Linked DNA regions of Sus scrofa: all the other regions are linked to region 2. Evidence: chromatin contacts called from public HiChIP or PLAC-seq and promoter capture Hi-C data. All regions are on one chromosome and are shown on one strand. The core of a region is the stretch at or near the end of the contact, and the rest is flanking DNA. Distances in the headings are between cores, read along the strand shown. Region 1 holds the start of WDHD1 (WD repeat and HMG-box DNA-binding protein 1). Region 2 holds the start of DLGAP5 (disks large-associated protein 5). Region 3 holds the start of MAPK1IP1L (MAPK-interacting and spindle-stabilizing protein-like).

The links. Promoter capture Hi-C pulls out the DNA fragments that hold promoters and counts their contacts. HiChIP or PLAC-seq counts read pairs in DNA pulled down with a chosen protein or histone mark.
Region 1: a contact with region 2 is called in a promoter capture Hi-C map of fetal liver, with 2.4 times the contacts expected there. The contact joins the promoter of WDHD1 here to the promoter of DLGAP5 in region 2. A contact is called at or near these places in 1 of 5 promoter capture datasets (fetal liver) and 2 of 2 datasets of contacts at active chromatin or transcription factors (alveolar macrophages and skeletal muscle).
Region 3: an H3K27ac HiChIP or PLAC-seq map of skeletal muscle shows a contact between it and region 2. The contact joins the promoter of MAPK1IP1L here to the promoter of DLGAP5 in region 2. A contact is called at or near these places in 1 of 5 promoter capture datasets (liver) and 2 of 2 datasets of contacts at active chromatin or transcription factors (alveolar macrophages and skeletal muscle).

What each region holds. Positions count from the first base shown.
Region 1 is chr1:184,377,530-184,380,350 of Sscrofa11.1, forward strand. WDHD1 (WD repeat and HMG-box DNA-binding protein 1) reads right to left here and starts at 1,445. Exons shown (of 26, transcript XM_021102265.1): 1 at 1,338-1,445; 2 at 1,037-1,129. The coding sequence starts at 1,113. It overlaps SOCS4 (suppressor of cytokine signaling 4), which reads left to right and starts at 1,488. Exons shown (of 2, transcript NM_001162889.1): 1 at 1,488-1,789.
Region 2 is chr1:184,548,774-184,551,872 of Sscrofa11.1, forward strand. It overlaps DLGAP5 (disks large-associated protein 5), which reads right to left and starts at 1,255. Exons shown (of 19, transcript XM_003121820.4): 1 at 1,095-1,255.
Region 3 is chr1:184,399,993-184,402,932 of Sscrofa11.1, forward strand. It overlaps MAPK1IP1L (MAPK-interacting and spindle-stabilizing protein-like), which reads left to right and starts at 1,352. Exons shown (of 4, transcript XM_021102280.1): 1 at 1,352-1,611. All of the region lies in intron 2 of LOC110262207 (a long non-coding RNA gene), which reads right to left.

The DNA of each region.
Region 1 (2,821 bases), core at 195-2,694, 170 kb before region 2:
CTAGAACAGCCTGTCTTATGGACTGTCAAACATAGGCTGTTCATTGGCTTTAACCACTAAGGAGAAGAATTCATTAAAATATCAAAATGGAGTAACTGCAGTTCAAGTATTCAAAACGGAGCTAGGTGGCCACTGTGGTTTTAGACACATTCCTGCATTACTGAGAACCTGAATTTTCTGAACTATATTGTACCCTAGGATACCACCAACCGTTCTCAAAACAATATGCTAGCAGTTGCCAGCTGCAATTCTATGGTATCAAGGTCTCCCCTTATAACTATGCAACCATACTGAACAAGTAACCCTTACTTAACAAGCACCCTTAATTCTCACCAGCTGCAGTTATAACTCTTCACAAACAACTTACGTAACTTTGCAGTATTCGCTGTTATAAGCCTCCCTCATTGTGCAGTCTGATAGAACACAATTTAAGTGCTTTAATCTGTGTCTCCTGGGCTACAGCCCTCAGCTTGGCTCAAATAAAACTCTTTTCTATTCCTAGTATAGGCCATTTATTGATTATTTCCCTCTACAGGGACTAGAATAACCCTGCGACAATATCACCACTTAGGAACCAAGCTGAAGAAATAAGAGGAAAAAAAAAGCTGTTTGAAAGTTAAATACAATTTAGAACGGGAAAGGGCATCATAAAAGGCAAGGAAGGATAAAATATCCCGAAGACAGAAAGGGCCACTAAATTTGACAAACAAGCAGCTACTGATCTAGCAAAAGAACTATTATTAATAATAATAGTGTGAGATGCTCAGGGGACGTGAACAAAGGGTTAATGTGGGGAAAAGCTCACACCCTTCCAACTCCTCTGGAAGTAAGATTTCACGCTCCTTAACTTTCTTGATACACTGAATTACCACGGTCTGAATGAAACAGTAAATATGAGGAAATATATGTGCCATTTTAGATTTCAACCTTATTTCTATCCGAATAATTTTAGGCAGACAGCTAACAGGACATATAAGAATAACTGTTCTAATAAATCACACCTGAAACGTTCCTTTTGCTTCTCAAAGTGCCTTACCTCCCAGAATCATCAAAACAGACATCTGTGTGTCCCTCTGTGTGTCCATATCTCATAGGCTTCTGTGTGGCAGGCATCTTTTCCTTTACCTACCTGAAAATGTTTTATAAAAGCTAGTGTTATTTTAAAGCGGCAAGAAGAGAGGTTAGTCTCCTCCCGGACACACCTCGGCAGCCCCTTTTCCCCCACCCGAGGGGCAGAAACAGGATACAGGAGAGGCTTGTAAGACACTAAGCCAAGAAAAAGACACGCTTCTCCTCCATGGGCCGCACGGACGCTGACTGCAGGGAGGAAAACTCACCCAGCAGACCGGACCCCTGCGACTGTGAAAAGCCAGAAGCCAGCGCGCTCAGGGCCGCTTCCCGCGCTTGGCGTGATCGCATACGGCGCCTGCGCCAGTCCGCCCACGCCCAGCGCGGGTCTGGACCCAGGTCGCCGAGCGGTGGCGTCAGCGGCGCGCCGGCCGCCTGGGAAAAAGCCGGTTGCTGGGGGAGTGAGGAAGAAAGGGAGGGAGCCGAATACGGAAGTGGTGGCATCGCTGGGAGAGCGGGTGGAGGCAGTGACGGCGATATCGAAGATGAGAACCCAGCGCCGAGGGATAGAGGCTTGCAGACCGGCATCCGCCTTCTAGGACCTACAGGAGGTGCTGGAGTGGGTGGGCCTCACTCCTCCCCCTCAGCGAGCACCCAGAGTGATGGCGGTGCTGATGGCGGCAGTTACTCGGACAGCCCTAGTTAAACTGCACTCCGAGAGGTGAGAGGGGGAAGGGTGATTGCTGCCTGGCAGTGCCCGTCGGGGTCTGCTTCTACTTGCTAAGCGCTTCTCACAGGCAACCATATCCCGGTCCCTTAATGGGTCCAGCCCCTCCTTGCGACCCGGCTAGGGAACGAGATCTTTGGGCATGTTCTTTGGAGAAGAGGTAGGCGAGATCCTTCTCTAGCCTTCAATCTTGGCATTCTTCGCTCCTTCACCTTGTCATTTCTATATAGATAAAAGAGAGAAGAGTTAATCTCAGTTCATGGTTCCTGGAGGTCTGGCATGTACATTAATGCTTATTCTTTAGGACATTTCATATGCATCCCTTAAAAAGAAACTCAGGTTTCCGTATTCAGACCCTTCCTAAAGTTCACTGAAGTTCATTTTCAGATTAAAAAAAAAAGCAGCAGCAGCAGCACTGGAACTAGAGTATTTTGTTGAATACTTGGTTCGATCCTTGCGGTCTTTGCTAAGCTCTTGGCCATTCAGTTTATGCTGTCCTTGTGTCTTCACGTTCTCCATGTTGGGAAACCAGTCTTTGATGAAAACCTTCACAATGACATTTTTGTGTGGTACCCACCTTCTGGTCTCAATCGGACGTTGTTTATGACGTAAGTGGAACGTTTTTCTATTGTAGAGATTTTTCCCATTGTTTTTCAGTCTAGTTCCTTTGGGAAAAGTTGCAAACGCACATTTAGACAAACCGTGGTATTGTTCTTAATGAGGCGGCATTGTGAAAGGTGTTGTTTTGAGTACTAGGGCTCCAAGTAGGCTTGCCAGACACTGAGGTTTGACATATGAATGAAGATGAAGAGTGATTGGCTGAAAAAGAACTTGGGGTTTGTGGAAAAATAACCAACCTATTGTTGATTTCCCACAAGAGCAAAAGATATTCTGAGATTATTTTTTCCGAGTGAGTTAATTTTATTTGGAGATCATTCGTTGTCTAGATAGACTGATTTTAGATCTAATTTTTTTTAATCCGAGTCAATATCATCAGATAGACTAGGGGTTCAAGGCGAACTCTGA
Region 2 (3,099 bases), core at 5-2,504:
CACAAGATACCTATTATATAGGTAGAAAGAATAAGAAAGACGATGGCCTGAGTTCCAAGAAACCATGGGTCCAGCTGAGGAAAGGAATAAAGAAAAGTGGAAAGTCTACAGGCATCACCCATACAGCTGGTATAGAGAACAACCAAGCCTAACTGGAGAATGAGGGCTGAGTCTCCAAAGAAAAGTCTTGTCAGATTAAAAAACAACAACAACAAAAACAGAGGATATGCCATTAGAAAGTTTCAAAAGATATAGGCACACTATACTCTTCAATAACAACAACTAAGAAAGTCCACTGGAATCCTGAAAGAAAAATTGCACAAGAAATGCAACAAATTAAAATGTTACATGATTTTAAAGCAGTCAACGAATATTTTTTTTTTAAATGACCTGGATGCTAATAACATTGTCATTTCCTGTGACAAAGGACTGTGCTTCTTTTTTTTTGAAAAATGAAGAACTCTACAATTAGATTTTCCAATTGCTGAAAATATCAATTTGCTAAGAAAGATTTTTAAATTTTAAAAAATATGTATTAGTTATTTTAAAATACAGCATAGCACCATATACAGAACTGAAAGTATATTTAATTATCATATAAACCCTAAAAGGTAGTTAGTATAATTACCGTTATACAGATGAGGTAAATTAACTGCTCACATGAGCGCAGCTGAAAGGTAGCAGTTAGAATCCCAAACCAGGGAGCCTGGCTTCTTCACAGTACATCCAAGTTCAGTCTTTGGCTGACTGGAGTTTCTTCCAGCCAGAAAGCCTAGAATGCCTCAGTCTTGGTTGCTTAGAGGCTGTCAACTGAGGCATTTTTAGTTGTCACAGAATCTGGAAGGAGCTACAGGAATAACGACGGGCCAAATGCTAATTACGCCCTGATGGTAAAATGTTGACTGCTACAGAGATAATAGGAACAAATATTTACTCTTCTGGAGGACTGTGACATCAGCTTGGGAAAGACAGGTAACACCGTCGTAAGAGGCGCCTCCCCTGAGCCGCGCGCGTCCAGCTCGTAGCCGCCAGTGCTGACCTTCTAGAAAGAAGCGGACCGGCGCCTTCCCTTCAACTCTCCAGCGTCCACTTACCTGAGGCAGATTTTAACGCAGAAACCTCGACCAAACTAAAAGTGAAGAAACTCTCCGGGCCTAAGAGACCACCGCCACCTCTGAAGAAGAAACGCCCTGAGCCCAAGACTCAGCAAAATTCAAACTTCCCGCACCAAGCCTCTGATTGGAAGTATTTTAACCAATGCTTCCGGTAAAAATGCCCGCCTCTTCCCTCCGACGAGGCTTCCGATTGGTTCGCTCCCGCGATTTTTGAATTGATTGAAAGGGGAACGGACGGTTCGGAGGGAGGGCATGAGCGGAATCAATGGATGCTTCCGGATAAGCTCTAGTTGAGGGGCTGAGCAGTGGGGGTCGCTGAGGCCGTGGGAGAGCTGGAGTGGCTCGTGTTTTCCCCGGGCTACTCCGAATTCGCCCTGGAACTCCTAGGGCCTCGCGGGTATCAGAAAGGACAAAGGAGCTCAGAAGAAGAAAAGGGAATTTAGAGTTTGCAGGACTTTTTAATATCTTTTTAAAATTATATAAGCCCAGAAGAATTATTCGAATATGAACGTTTAGAAAAGCTTAACGCTTTAATGAAAGGGTTGTATTTTTGTTTGTTTTTTATTTTTCCAGGGGGGCGGAGGCCGCAGGTGTGGTATATGGAGGTTGCCGAGCTCTGGGCCCTATGGGAGCTATAGCTGCTGATCTGCACCCCAGCCACAGCGAGGGCGGGGGTGGGGTGGGGTGGAATCTGAGACTTGTCTGCGACCTGCATGAAGCTCATGCCAACGGATCCTTAACCCGCTGAGCGAGGCCAGGGAAGAATACTAGTCGGTTTAATTTCCACTGAGCTGCAAAGGGAACTCCAAGAAAGGGCTTATTAACACTCCATATTTCTCTCTACATCTTTTAATGTTCCTTTTCAATGTTAGCAGCCTTTTTTCCCTCATACTTTTTTTTATAGAAGTAAAAACTTTAAGCATTGAAAAGCATAGTGGTTTTAGTATAAGATTTGATGAGTTTTGCTAAGTGTAAACAACAGTGTAACCACCACCCAATCAGGATAAAAAGCATTTCCATCACCCAAGAGCTCCCTCTAGCGCCCCACCGCTTCGACTACCACTGTTCAGGTTTCTATCACCGTAAGAATAGGAGTAGTAGGTACACTTCCCTGTCTGCCTTCTTTCTCTCAGTGTAATTGAGTTAGGAGGTAAATGGGCCCCTGGACTGAGAAGAGCTGGGACTTGTTTCTCTTTGACACTTCAAGGAAAAAGTTAACTGCAGGACCTGAGCTCTGCTGGAGTAGAAAGATAAGATGACCACTTCAATCACTGCTGGGGTCAAGGGGACCTCCCGAATTAACACGCGTGCAGTAAGACTCCTAGGGGTCAAAAAGGGAGGGGATTCCAGGCCACAATAAGTCCTGATACCATCCCTGCCCTCTTAGCTTTGGAATCCATCTTTGCCAAAAGATGTGCACATATACCGGAGAGGGTACTGTGTCCAGTAAGGAGTGAGAAATAAAACAAGATAATTGGCTAAAGGTAAACAAAGACGCAGAAGAACTGTGCCATAAAAGCGATTTAGATCACCTCTCTGGCGCACTCCTCATTGAGGGGTACTGCCCTCACCTGCACTCCTCTTTAGGGTGTGTATTACTTCTTTACTTCTGATTTAAATAAACTACTTCTCTGTGTGCTCTCCCCATGTGTTGTACTGTGACTCTAACAATAAACTTTATACCTGTTTTCAGTCTTTCCCTCCCTGAAACGTTTTTGCTTTCAACAGAGGGCAAGAATCAGGGCAATTCTACTCTTAGCCTCTAGCTAGTCTAGTGACTAGGAGTCCTGGTTTTTCATCCAGGCTGCCCAGGTTCAGTGCCTGAGCAGAAAATTAAGGTCTCACTCCAAGCCATCACTCACTGCTGCCTCTCCGAAATCATAATGATTTTGAGATCCATCCCTACCATTACACGGATCAGCAGTTGTTAATGCTGAAAAGTATTGCATTGAATAATTTGCTTATCTATTCACCTGTTGGTGAA
Region 3 (2,940 bases), core at 102-2,601, 150 kb before region 2:
GAGCGGCCCAAGAAATGGCAAAAAGAAAAGCCCAAGAAATGGCAAAAAGACAAAAAGAAAAAAAAAGAAATTTACAGTAGGAGTTCCCTTCCAGGTGCAGTGGTTAACGAATCAGACTAGGAACCATGAGGTTGCTGGTTTGGTCCCTGGCCTTGCCCGCCTTGCCAAGTGGGTTAATGATCCGGCGTTGCCATGAGCTGTGGTGTAGGTTGCGGACGCGGCTCGGATCCCGCATTGCTATGGCTGTGGTATAGGCCCCCGCATTGCTGTAGCTGTGGTGTAGGCCGGCGGCTACAGCTCCGATTCGACCCCTAGCCTGGGAACCTCCACATGCCGCGGGAGCCGCCCTAGAAAAGGCAAAAAGACAAAAAAAAAAAAAAAAAAAAAGAAAAGAAAAGAAATTTACAGTAAAATGTCCCTTCAACATCTTACGCAAAGAAGCAAAAAGTTGTAAAAATATCGCATACTTGTAATTTTTACATGTAAAATACATGTACGTTTTATATGTGTTTTGCCCATAGTTATGCAAAATTATTACCACATAGCTATATATATATATACCACATAGCTATATATAGCTGGTAATCTTCATTACCAGCTAGCTAGCAGGTTCCTTGATGGTGGGGCCACGTGTCAATCATCTTTTGGGTGTGACAGAGTAGGTATTTAAAGGTATATTCGAAAGTGGACAAGTGGAGTGAGACTCTCCGCGTAGCAGCGGGTTAAGGAACCGGCATTGTCAATGCTGCTGCTTAGGTCGCTGCTCTGGCTCAGCAGGTTCTACCCCTGGCCCAGGAACTTCCACATGCCAGGCGTGGCAAAAAAAAAAAAGTAAGGACAATACTAAATGAGAAAAATCTACAAAGACATCCGTTGTTTCTGTAGTTAGTATCAATTTGTCAAGCTATTTATAAACAAAATTTTTTTTGTCTTCCCCTTCCCGTATGGTTGCTTTAGCTCTCCCCAGTTTTGGTCAAATGATCCATGTCCAGAGATTAGGCTGCTTTCACACCTAGCCAGCTGTGGCTCTAGAGACCACCAGCTGTAGGGAATCCAGAACCTGCCTTCAAGCCTCTCCAGGAGACAAGTTAGCAATTTCAGCCAGACTGCTCAGAACGTCACCGGCCCCTAGCGTTTCCTCCAGATTGCCCAAAACTCCGGAAAACCCAGAGCTTTCCTCTAGCCCAACTGGAGGAAAGAGCCGCCCTAGGGCAAGCACAAGGGGCAGGGGGCCGCGGGGGCCTGGACGGCCGCAGTGCTACCGGGCCCCTCTAGGGGGCGCGCGCGGCCGGCCCGACCCAGCCGAGCCGACCCGAGGGAAGGCGGAGCGCGGGCGGGGGCTACGCGCTCGGAGCTCGACGCTTCCTGTTCCGGCGCCAGGAGGAGCCGCGCGCTGCTGGTGCTGCTGGTGCTGCCGCCCCCGCCGCCGTCGCCGCTGCCGTCAGTAGGGTTGCGCTCGGTTCTTCAGCGCCAAGTTCCTGCGGACCCATCGCCACTTCTAGACCTTTCCGCGGGCTCGGATCTTGTCGGGTGAGACTGCTTGGGCACTAGCGGAATCGTGGAGGAGAGCGAGGGATCACGCCCAAGCGGGAGGCGGGAGCGGTAACGGAGGTGACTGGAGTAGCTTCTTGGGGGATGGAGGGCTAAGGCTTTCCCCCCGTCATCCTGCTCCCGGCAGCGGGCTGATCTCCGGATCGCCCCCCGGGAGGAGGTGTGGGAGGCGGGTGACGTCGCTCGGGACGGGTTTCTCCGTGCTTGACGTCAGGCTTGGCTGGGGGGCGGGGCGGGGAGCGGGCCTGGCCCCTCCCCCACCCCTTCCCGGGCGGGCACGACCCCTCCCCCATCCCTTCCCGGGCGGGCACGACCCGCTCGCTAGCCGGTTAGCTCCGGTTGATCCCGGACTCCTTTTGTTCGTCTGGCCCTAAAGGGCTGCGGGCCTCGAGCCCCTTGGCCCAGCCCGCCTCCCTCATTCATTACTTCTACTGAAAGGGAGAGGCAGGCCCGATTCTTGGAGGCGTCCTTGGAGCTAATTGAGATTATTCGCAGTGTAACATTCTGGTCGGTATTTCTAGAGCAATTGAAAGCAATTAGAGGAACACCCGTGACAGAAACTATGAGAAGTCCTCAGTTTTGTAATACTCCCCATTTTTAGGATTTAGGAGCGCTTGGTAGCTTTGGACCGTTTTCTTTTAAAAACCAAGAGTAATACTTTTAATAAATATAGATTCTACTGTTGAAGAATCAAACCGTACCCACCTGACCGGAAAAAAGTTTCTAGCATTGCTAGTAAAGAAATACACACTCAGACACCTAGTGGTTCTGAGCGCCTGTTTTGAAAACTAACTCTCATTACATGCGAAGGTAGCCTTAAGAAATCTTACAAAAGTTCTTTTGTTCAGGAGTGTTCATGGGGCAGGAAGAATAGAAATTTTCCTTGCTGCTGGCATTTCTGAACCTCCTGGTCATAACTAGGTTGTCTCCAACTTGTATATACCGGCGTGTTCTTCTCCTCTTTCCAGGAGGAACAGAGCCAATCGCCTAATCGAAATCTTTGGGATCAGTATGTTTTGGAATTCAGAAATCTTTGGATTTTTATCTTTAGAATTTAGAAAGACAATAAGGTGCATAGATGAGAGATCACTCCAGCAGAGTCTGGGCAGCACCCTAATCCATTATTAACATTTGTGCAGATATAGGTAGGAATTAATGAAAATGAGAAATAACGTCAGGTCAGATTTTTGCCACCAAGTAAGGTGTACACCGAACTTGGGAGCATTTCTTTCATTTTTAGAGGTTTCTGAATTGAGAACTACAGATAAGGTTTGTGGACCTATGGTAGCAGTTGTAAAAGCTGAGTTTTGCTGTGTGCCAGACAGTGACCAAGAGGTGTGTTTATTATGCAGGTCTCAATAAATCTGAGTGAGAGTGGGCGCTATTCCA